2 separate regions of the Ovis aries genome follow, and region 1 is linked to region 2. Evidence: chromatin contacts called from public Hi-C data. All regions are on one chromosome and are shown on one strand. Each heading gives the region's core, a stretch centred on a gene start, on an enhancer-like site or on the middle of the called end of the contact. The rest is flanking DNA. Distances are from core to core; before and after follow the strand shown.

The links. A called contact is a pair of places that touch in the nucleus more often than the background predicts.
Region 1: a Hi-C map of hypothalamus shows a contact between it and region 2, with 2.0 times the contacts expected there. The contact joins two enhancer-like sites. A contact is called at or near these places in 4 of 16 Hi-C or Micro-C datasets (hypothalamus, liver and skin fibroblasts).

The regions. Positions count from the first base shown.
Region 1 is chr2:51,815,915-51,820,389 of ARS-UI_Ramb_v3.0, forward strand. The region is part of intron 8 of PAX5 (paired box 5); the gene reads left to right. Among named protein-coding and RNA genes, the nearest start is that of PAX5, 160 kb to the left of the region's middle. Within about 2 kb of position 2,782, at least 11 of the 54 cell types and tissues checked have an H3K27ac peak or open chromatin away from gene starts, as enhancers often do. A contact at or near this core is called in hypothalamus, where this site is marked.
Region 2 is chr2:51,707,274-51,712,195 of ARS-UI_Ramb_v3.0, forward strand. The region is part of intron 4 of PAX5 (paired box 5); the gene reads left to right. Among named protein-coding and RNA genes, the nearest start is that of PAX5, 47 kb to the left of the region's middle. Within about 2 kb of position 1,403, at least 4 of the 54 cell types and tissues checked have an H3K27ac peak or open chromatin away from gene starts, as enhancers often do. A contact at or near this core is called in hypothalamus, where this site is marked.

The DNA of each region.
Region 1 (4,475 bases), core at 1,532-4,031, 110 kb after region 2:
AGAGAGAGAAGGAGTGGGAAGGAGAGCAAGGGACATGAAGGAGGAGGGAAGGGGACTGCTCGGATGCCAACTGTGTTTCACGTCCTTTTGTCTGAAGCGCAGTCCCAGGTCATGCGTGCCTTGGGCATTGTCCTGCCAAAGCAGGATGCGTGACAGTTGTGACCATTTCGAGGTCTTGTTCACAACAATGCAAAGGATATGAGCCACCATCTGGACAGATGTTTACAAAGTACAGTTCTTGTGTGTGGTCTCAGCAGGTCCCCACCATAGCATCAGGAGGGCACGGTTTTTAGCCCCATTTCACAGAGATGAAGACTGAGGCTGAGGAATGGCGATTTGCCTAAGGTCACACAGCTAGCCAGTGGTCGTGTCCAGATGACAAGGGAAGGGCTTTGCCAGTTTGGAGTTTGACTGTTAGAAGCACAGCACTCCCTCTGCAGGACCCAAGAGAAGGGGGCCGCTCTGAGATAAGGGGAGGTCCCGGGTCTGCACTGAGGAATCTTGAAGGAAAGCCCCATGGCCCCAGAACTTTGTGACTCTGCAGATTTTCTGAGTACTTTTCAGGGCGGGAGAAGGGGGCATTCCTGGAAAGAGAACTCCCCAGAAAGTCACTTGCAGAAGTGGCTGCAGGGGGATTGGAATCTGGAGAGCAGCCGTGTCCCACCGCCCACCACCCAGGACCCTTGGGGGGCGTCCAGAGCAGGTGCTGGTTCAGCAGAAGCCCCAGCCGAGGGCCCGCCAGCACGTGCAGCACTGCAGGCGGCTAGCAGGGATCTAGGGTGGGAGGTGTCTGTGTGATGTGAGGAGGTCTGCTCTGACACGTGCCTTGCAGAGGGCTGGGGTGGCCTTTATGCACTCTGTAGCTACTTCTCCCTTCGCCAGGGATGGACTGGCCAGACTGACCTTAGAAACCAGCCCAGGAGTATGAGGATGAGGTCAAAGAAAGGACTTGCTCAAGGTCACAGAGCCAGTCAGAGGCCCTTTTTTTTTTTTTCCCCCTGTGGCCACAGCCTGTCCTTTTGTCCCCACTGGGCTAGTGGGACATAACCCCCCACATCCTCTACTTCTTCACCAAAGCGACAAAAAAGGGAGCGTTTTGTCCCGACTTCATCCAGGCCCGGCCTTCCTGGGGTGGTCCCTGGCTGACCTGGCTTCTAGAACAACTTGAAGCACAGCTCCCCCACCCAGCCACCCACCCCAGCCTTGTCCTGTCCCTCCTGAGCATGGATCTTCCCCAGGCCCTCCCTGGTCAGCTACAGGAGCATCTCCTGGAATGTAGGCCGAGCTGTCCCCAGGTTGGTCAGAGCTTCGGCCTGGGACCTTGGTGAGGCCTCACTCCTGCCCTCAGTCTTTCCCCCAGAGTCAGGCGGCTGGACAAAAAGAAATGATTGTGTGTTTTCTTTTTTTCCTGCATTCGGCTGCCCTCTGGAAGTTGTGACCCAATTAGAAAATCAGACAAATAGAAAAATCTGGCCACTACCCTAGCTGAGTTTATAAAGTCTCAGCTCACATTTAGGTCTCTGCCTCCCAAACACCCGCTCAGAGAGCCCGACCGCCCAGGCTTCCTTGACCACCTGGAGCAGCCTCTGCCACTCTCCTCTGTAATTGACAATTTATTCCTCACTGACTTCCAAAATGGACTTGAGGCAGCTTCTTGATCTTTCAGTAACATCAGCCCGAACCTGAAATCCCTGTATAAAATCGGAGGACTGTGAGTGGGTCACAGGCAGAGGCCCAGGAGGGAACCAGCTGGCCCCTCCCACGAGTGGACTGGGTTTTAACGGGGTCTCACCATCCAGCTTCGTGCCCACCCTGCCCTGTGACTGGAGCTACCCAAACTGCGCTGCTGGGAATGGGGAGCTCACTTCCTTGGAAAAGGCTTCTGTCTGGATACATTCCGGAGCGTGCTTCCAAAAACGTACTTTTAATCAAAAAGATCACCAGAAAAACTGGGACAAATTGTGATTCTAGCAGTGAACAGTTGTAAATGCCAGGAGGGGTTGCCAGTTGGCAAATAAACTCTGGTGAGGCCTTGGATTAATTATACCACCAGAGAGTTGACGCGCTGGGGTCTTTCTTAACTGTCCTCATTTCTAGAATCAGTGCTGGTCTTCCTCCCTTCCTCCCTTCCTTCTCTCCCTTCGTCCCTTCCTCCCTAAGCTTCTCCCTTCCCTTGTTCTCTCCTCTCTTTCCTTCCTGCCTTCCTCCTTCCTTCACTTATTCATTCATTCATCGGACAGTCCCTGATCTCCTCCTTGGTGCTGAGCCCACTTCACGGAGTGAACAGAGAAATCATTGAATTTCTCAAGACTTTGGAGCACCCATGAGGAGAATTACCCGTATTACCTGCTCAGAATGGAAAGAAACCAGCTTGAATGTGGTGGGTTCGTGGGACTGCCAGGCCCAGGGACCCCCCCAGGGGACAGGAGGGTGAGGTCTGGGGGATGCTGGGCTGGACCAGAGATAGGAAGGGATCCCTGGCCCAAGACCAGCTCCCTCTGGGCCTCCCCTGAGAGGCTCCGAGTGAAGCCTGGTCCCCCAGAACCTCTGTCCCTAAGCGGGTGTCAGGCCCGTGTGTACAAACAGGGGTTCGGTATTTAGGAGTGGGGAGGAGCAGGGAGCTGCCCTGAATGGCTGCCCGCTTTGGAAATTTCTATGCATTTGTAATAACAAAATTACCATAATTTGCTCGTTAACGCAGCTAGATCAGTCAAGCATTGTTCCAGGCGGGCAGGGAGGCCGCGGCGCCTCTCTCTGCGCACTCTCCACCCCCCAGCCAGCCTGCCAGCCCGTTAGAGCTCTGGAAATTAGCATGCAAATGGTCCTAATTCGGCGGGCGAGCTGTCAGGCAGCGCCTCTCCGGCCTCGTCTCTGTGAAGACCCTGACAGCCCGGCTCCGGCGCCGGCCCACCCTCCTCGCTCCAGCCAGGAGGGGCTCCGAGGGGCACCTCCAGACTGACAGCTTGGCGGCCTCCCCCCCTCCGTCAGCGCCATCAGGCCTGGCGGCGGGCTCCCCGGGGAGCAGGCAGGGCTGCCACCATGCCGGCCAGCCGGAGGAAGCAGGGAGCGGGTGGCAGGGCTGCTGGCGGAGGCCGGTCGGTGCTCAGGTCCACCAGCTTTGGCTGGATGGGGCAGCGTGAGGGTGGAGTGGGGCCCCCTGACCGGGGCAGCTTGGGGCCCAGGGACCCTCTCGGCGGGTGGTTTCTGAGAGCGGGCCCCATGGGAACCCTGGGGCACTCTCTCCACCTGCACACCCACTGGAGCTAGTCAAATCCCGCCTTGCTCTCCCTTCTTTGTCTCCCGGGCCTGACTGAACATTCCTCTCAGCCTCCCCGAACCTTGAACAGCTCTGTCCGCATCTGAGCGTGCGACTCCTCCAGCTGCGAGGGAGACCTGGGGGAGGCCGAGAAGGTGTGGGGGCTAGGCCGGATGCCCTGGCCTGGCACTCGGCTCCCTTGGCCTCAGTCCTGCCTCCAGTCGCCGTCTCCCCTTTACATCTTTTATAGTCTTCCTCCAGGGGCTGTGGTGAGGATGAGGGGAGAAGGCCCCACTTTCTAGAAGTAGCTAGCATCTAGTGAGAATGTCTATGAGCAGGTCATTTCCCAGCCTGCTGGCCCTTCACAACAGCCCCATCAGGTTGGTGTTGATGGTACCCCATTTCCTAGAGGAGGAAGCTGAGACCTCAACTTACACAGAGTAACTTGCCCAAGTGGCAGGGCCAGGATCCAGTCCAGTCTTGATTGCTTAGATCCTCTTAGCAGGAGAAAAAGCAGGACCCTGAGAGCCAGACCATACTTCTGTCTCAACGGTGAAAGGTTTAATGATACCCTTATAGGCAATCTGTGCCTCTTATGGTGCTTGGAACATCCTCGATACTAGATAAATGTGGGCTGAAGGGAGAGAACCCCAGTAGCCCGGCTTGACAGTCGTTTGGGATTTGCTATATCCATTCTTATGTTCCTCTTCTGACCTGTAAGAACAGAGTGAAGAAGCAACAGCTGGAGAGAGAGAGGACGCCACGGAGCTGATCTTGAGATTTCCCCCAGGTTGTGTCTCAGGACCTTCCTCCTTCCTCCTCATGAGTGGATGCAGCCTCACTCCAAGGTTCAGGGTATGGCAAGTGGCGAGCAGGCTGAATCTCAGTCCCCACATGCCCAATCAGCTGGCTGTTCTTGTGCAGTGAGCAACCTACTCATCCCTACATGGCTGCCCTGCCCCCTTTGTCTGTCTTAAGGGAATCTTAGTGGAACTCTTGAGACTTCAGATAAACGAAGAGATGAGAGAGACCTTGAGAAATTCAAAACCCCAGCTGGCTGTCTGAGCCAGCCAAAGGAGGCTCATGAGCCTGAGCGTCTGTGGCATCGCAGCCCCACCCAGCACAGAGCATGCCACAGGGCAGATGCTCAGTGAAGTTTTGAGAAGCTTCTGAACAATGTGTGGACCAAGAGAGGAAGTAAACACACAAACATGTGCAG
Region 2 (4,922 bases), core at 153-2,652:
CAGCCTGACTCCCCTCTATAGCTTCCCACAGAGTGGGGAGAGGGGAGGAGCAGGGCCTGTGCCTGAGTCACTTTTGCTCCAGGTCTCCTGGAGGAAGGGCCAGGAGCATGGGATTGGGAACTGCAAGGCCTTGGCTTTGAGTGTTGGTGATCCTGGGCAAGCCATGTCCGGCCTGTCTTATTGGCAAAGAGAGGGCAGAATTCCTTTCTCAAAGTCCTGTGTCAACTCAGAAGGAGTGTCGCGTGAGAAGGTGCTTATAAACAGTCAAGCTCCATGTAGGTATGAGTGTAGTTGTTAGGCACTTGTAGTTCATCCCAGGTGACCTTGGAGAAATTCCTTAACTTCTCCAAGGGTCAGTTTTCCCATCTGTAAAATGGGGACTCTAACCCTTAGGTCATACAATTATTGTAAGAATTTCATATGGATGTAGAACAACTGGCAAGAAGAACTGTTCTTGGCAGTGGCGGGTTCCCAGCTCTAGGCGAGTGCCCTGTCTCTTTCCCTCTCTTATTTCTTCACGGTGCCTTCCCCGAGAGGACAGCGCACAATAACGAAGCCATAAGCTTCTGAAGTCTGGCTGCCCATTTTGAAACCCAGTCGGCCTCTTCCCTAGCCTGTAACCTCTTCCCTAAGCCTCAATCCTCTTGCCTGTAAAAGAGGGATAATTATACCTACTTAAGAGGGCTGTTGAGAAGACCGGCCGGTGCCCGTGCCTGGCTCGGCCCAGAGTCGGCGCGAGTGAATGCTCGTGATTCTGCTGACCTCCGCACACCCGGACTCAGGGCCCCCGGCCGCCTTCTCCTTCAGGCCCCCTTGGCCGGCGACGAAAGCCAGGCCCGAGCGGAGCGGACGGGATTTGCTCAAGGTCGCACTAGGAGTCATGTGCCAGGATCTTTGATGAATATTCCGTGCCACTCCGCGAAATCAAGCCCCTACAAGAGGCCGAGGGCCTGGGGGCGGAGGGGAGAGGCCAGACGCTTCTCCGCCGCCGGGTGTCGGGGCGCCAAGTCGGCCCAGAACGGAGGGGGGACACCTTGCAGGAGTGCATGGTGTCTGCCTGCACCGGGCGGCGGGAGAAAGAAACGCGGCCGCGGTCAGAACTCGGCGCAAAAAGGAAGGGAGCGCGCGGCGCCCTCGGCCAGGAGGCCTCCGCCGAGTATTTGCAATTTAATTGACATTTGGCGGCAGGAAGCCAATCAGTATAAGTCAATTGACGCGCGGAGATAAAACTAATAGGCGGCCGGCGCTCCCCCAGCCGGCGCGGCCTCGGCGGGGCCGCGGGCACAGCGTGGCGGCCGCGGCGCCGCGGGCCCGGCCCCGGCAGGTACCCGCGCTGGCGCGTGTCTCGGCCCGCGAGGGGGCGGCGGGCGGCCCGCTGATTGCCGCGCAGCCCACGGCGGCGGGGAGAGGCCCGTAATGAATGACTTTATTTGTCGGGGCCCTGCTGAGAACAATTGAGTTTGTTATGGTAACAACGGATGCCAGCTTTTCGGGCCCCGGGGAGCGCGGGCGCGGCGGCAGCCGGGAGCCGGGCAGCGGAGCAGACGATGCGCGCGGAGGCAAGGGACACCGGTGGCGGGGGACCGGCCCGCCGAGTGCCAGGAGCCCAGGGGACGCTGTGCACCCCGAGCCGGCGGAGGAGAGGCCGGGCTGTCTGGGCGCCTTGGATCGAGGTGCTGGGGTGGACGACGCCCACCGCTGTCGCCTTGGACCACAGTGCAGATTTGGGCTGGGCTGGGGATTCATAAATCCCTTCCTCTCTTGTTGGACTGTCCCGTCCTCCTGGTGTCCCAGTGGTCTCTTCTTCCCTCTGCCTCTGGGTGTGAGGGGACTTCTGATCTTGTCGAGTGACAACCTGGCATCAATTTTTGTCTTTTGCTCCACTGGAAAAGTAGAAAAAGACACAAAGACATCGCTGCTGCTAGGGGGTATGGCTTGACAAATTCGGGGCTGCATTTCAGCACACCACATGTGGTGATGCTGTCTCTGTGCCCTCTGCTCTGGAGAGAGTGCCTTCATTCCATCTCTGTCCTGCCTGCTTCCCCGATCTCTGTGGCATGGCACCTCCCACAGGAAGTCCTCCTATCCCCACAAAGAAGGATGCCAGCCACATGGCTGCCTCTGAGCCCGGCAGCTTTCTCCTGCCTCCTCCATTGTTTGGTGAGCTCCATCGGCAGGGCGACTTCCAGTTCATTCCAGTGGCTCTCTCAGTGTCCAGCTTGGGAACTGGCAGGGCACAGATGTGAAGGAGTGGCTATGGGGAGGTATTTTTTTCTCTTCGATCTCTTGCTTTCCCTCTAGTTAGAGAACCAAAGGGTTCCTTTTCCTCCCTCCTCCTGACACCCGCCTCCGACCGGAAGAGTTCTCTTTTCAGACACACTATCTATCACTCATTTGTCCACTCAACAAATATTTACTGAGAACCAGCCACGTGTCCAATACTCTGGTATGAAATGCCCTTGACCTCAGGGAATTTACTTGGCAGTGAGAAAAGACAGTGCAATGCACGCGATAAATATGTCAGGTGCCTACTGTGTGCTGAGTAGTGGCCTGAATTCCTTGAGGTGGCCCAGGCTTCAGAAGGCTTGCTGAGGACTTCCCCCTCTGTCATTGCATTTAGTGATCCCTGGTGCCACCCTGTGACAACCAACCTCATCCACAATGTACAGACTGATCCTTAGCATGTTTAAGAAGCAGTACAATGTTGTGGAAGGAGCCTAGATTGGAAATCTAACACTAGTTTGCTGTGTGAACTCTGTCCATTTCTTCCCCTCTCTGGGCCTCAGTGTCCTCCTCTGCGAAATGGGGGAGCTGGAATTGATGGTCTCAGAGGACCAGTTGAGTGTGAGTGGTCCACAAGAGAGATGGAGCCAGGACCCAGGTCTCTGCTCCCAGCCCCCTCTTGCAGTGTAGTTGGTGCCGCTGACATTGAGACTGAAGCACTCACTGTGTGACAGACACCGTGTGTAACACCAGCTTTAAGAAAGTGTGGGTACTATTACTGTTGCCCTTTAGTAGATGGAAAAGATGAGAGGTTAAATAATCAGTCTAGGGTTATGCAGCTAGTAAGTTGCAGGGCTGCGATTCAACCCCAAGCAGTCTGATTTTGAGCCTGTGCGTTTGCCCGCTCTGTTAGTGGCAGAGGTGGCATATAACCCCAGGCCCCGGCAGCTCCTCTCCTGCTTTCACGCCTTCCTTAGTTCTGCCTCCTGTTTCCCAGCTCCAGACCTCATTCTGCATGTTTGCAGGGCAGCAGGATCACTGATTTGTCAAGATGTCTTTTCTCCCCTGGCTTTCTGCTCTTTGCCCTGATGCAGATGACTGAGAGAATAACCAGCAGGAGAGAGAAGCTGCTGCGGAAGCTGGGTCCCGTCTTGACTCTGTCCTAGCTAGGTTATTCTATCTGGAATTGAGTTTTTAAAAAGGAGAGGGGGAATCCAGTGATGTCTTTTAGGAACAAACTCTTATTATTCGTGCCTAAAGTACCTTTATTTATAGTCAGTTTTGGCATCTGTCTTCCTGTTCCTGAAAAAGAGTCTGGAGAGCTCTTTCTCTCCCTATAGCTCTTCCTTTTCAGAAAGATAGGGTGATAGTCTTGAGATAGTCCAAGTGGACAGAACTGAAGGGGCCTTGAATCCAGTGAATCTTTGAATCTCCCTTTTCAGAAAGATGGGGTGATAGTCTTGAGGTAGTCCTAGTGGACAGAACTGAAGGGGCCTTGAATCCAGTGAGTTTGAATCCTGTCTATTCTATCTCGCCTCTCTAAAACAAATATTTTGTAGTGCTTCCTTTGCTATCCTAAGATGACATTTAGAGAAAATATAACCTGCCTAGACACATAATTTAAAAATCAATACAATGCTCCAATTGTAACAAAAAGGGGAAAGAAAAATAAAATCAGAGTAAAATGATGTATTTCATTATGTAAATGCTCAGAAGACATAATAAAGTAGTCAGTTGCTTGCACTTATGCGTAGAATCACCATGAATACGGCAGCTACAAATGTGGACAGCTGTGTTTTCTGGCAATACAAATGCCTCTGGTGGTGTTGCCATCAGCAAACTGATTTTCTGACATTGTGAACGTCTTGATAAAATTCCAACCAAACCAAAGCATAATCTTCCCTCAATTTATGTGATGGTTGTATTCCAGGAAAATTCAGTGTAAATTGAAACACCAAGTTTGTGTATATATAAGTAAAATAGAGCTAGGTTCATGGCTCAAGTATTTATAAAGAGAGTTCTCACTAACCTATATGTATTATTCCAAAGGTGTATGGGATGTAGGGGCAGTCCCTCACTGTACTGGACTGGACTAGGGAGCACCCCAGGCTCTACCCACTAAATGCCTTAACTCCTCCCCAAATAACAGTAATTCACCGATTTTCAGAATCTCCTCTGATTTGACCACCCTTGTTGAGATCCACTGCAACAAATGAGTTCTTTTCTGGGATCTCTACCTTTGGGAAGTTCTGTGACTACTTGAAAAAGCAAAATCTGTATATATCCTGCATTTTGTGTATAAGACCTTGTGCTGGGGGGTCAGAGAGCATGGCCTGCTGTGTATCTGGGGCTCCTTCATGGGTGCCAAGCTCCCAGTTGGTGAGAGCTCCACCCACAGCTTATCACTGTCTGGGATACCCTCTGCCTCCTCTCTCATGCCCCCAAGTCCAAATACTGGTTCAGATGCCAACTGTTTCCTCCAAGAGGGTCTCCCTGATAGCTTAGCTGGTAAAGAATCCGCCTGCAATGCAGGAGACCCTGGTTCGATTCCTGGGTCGGAAAGATCCACTGCAGAAGGGGTAGGCTACCCATTCCAGTATTCTGGCCTGGAGAATTCCATGGACTATATAGTCCATGGTGTTACAAACAGTCGAACACAACTGAGCAACCGTCACTTTCCTCCAGGAAGTCTTTCCTGA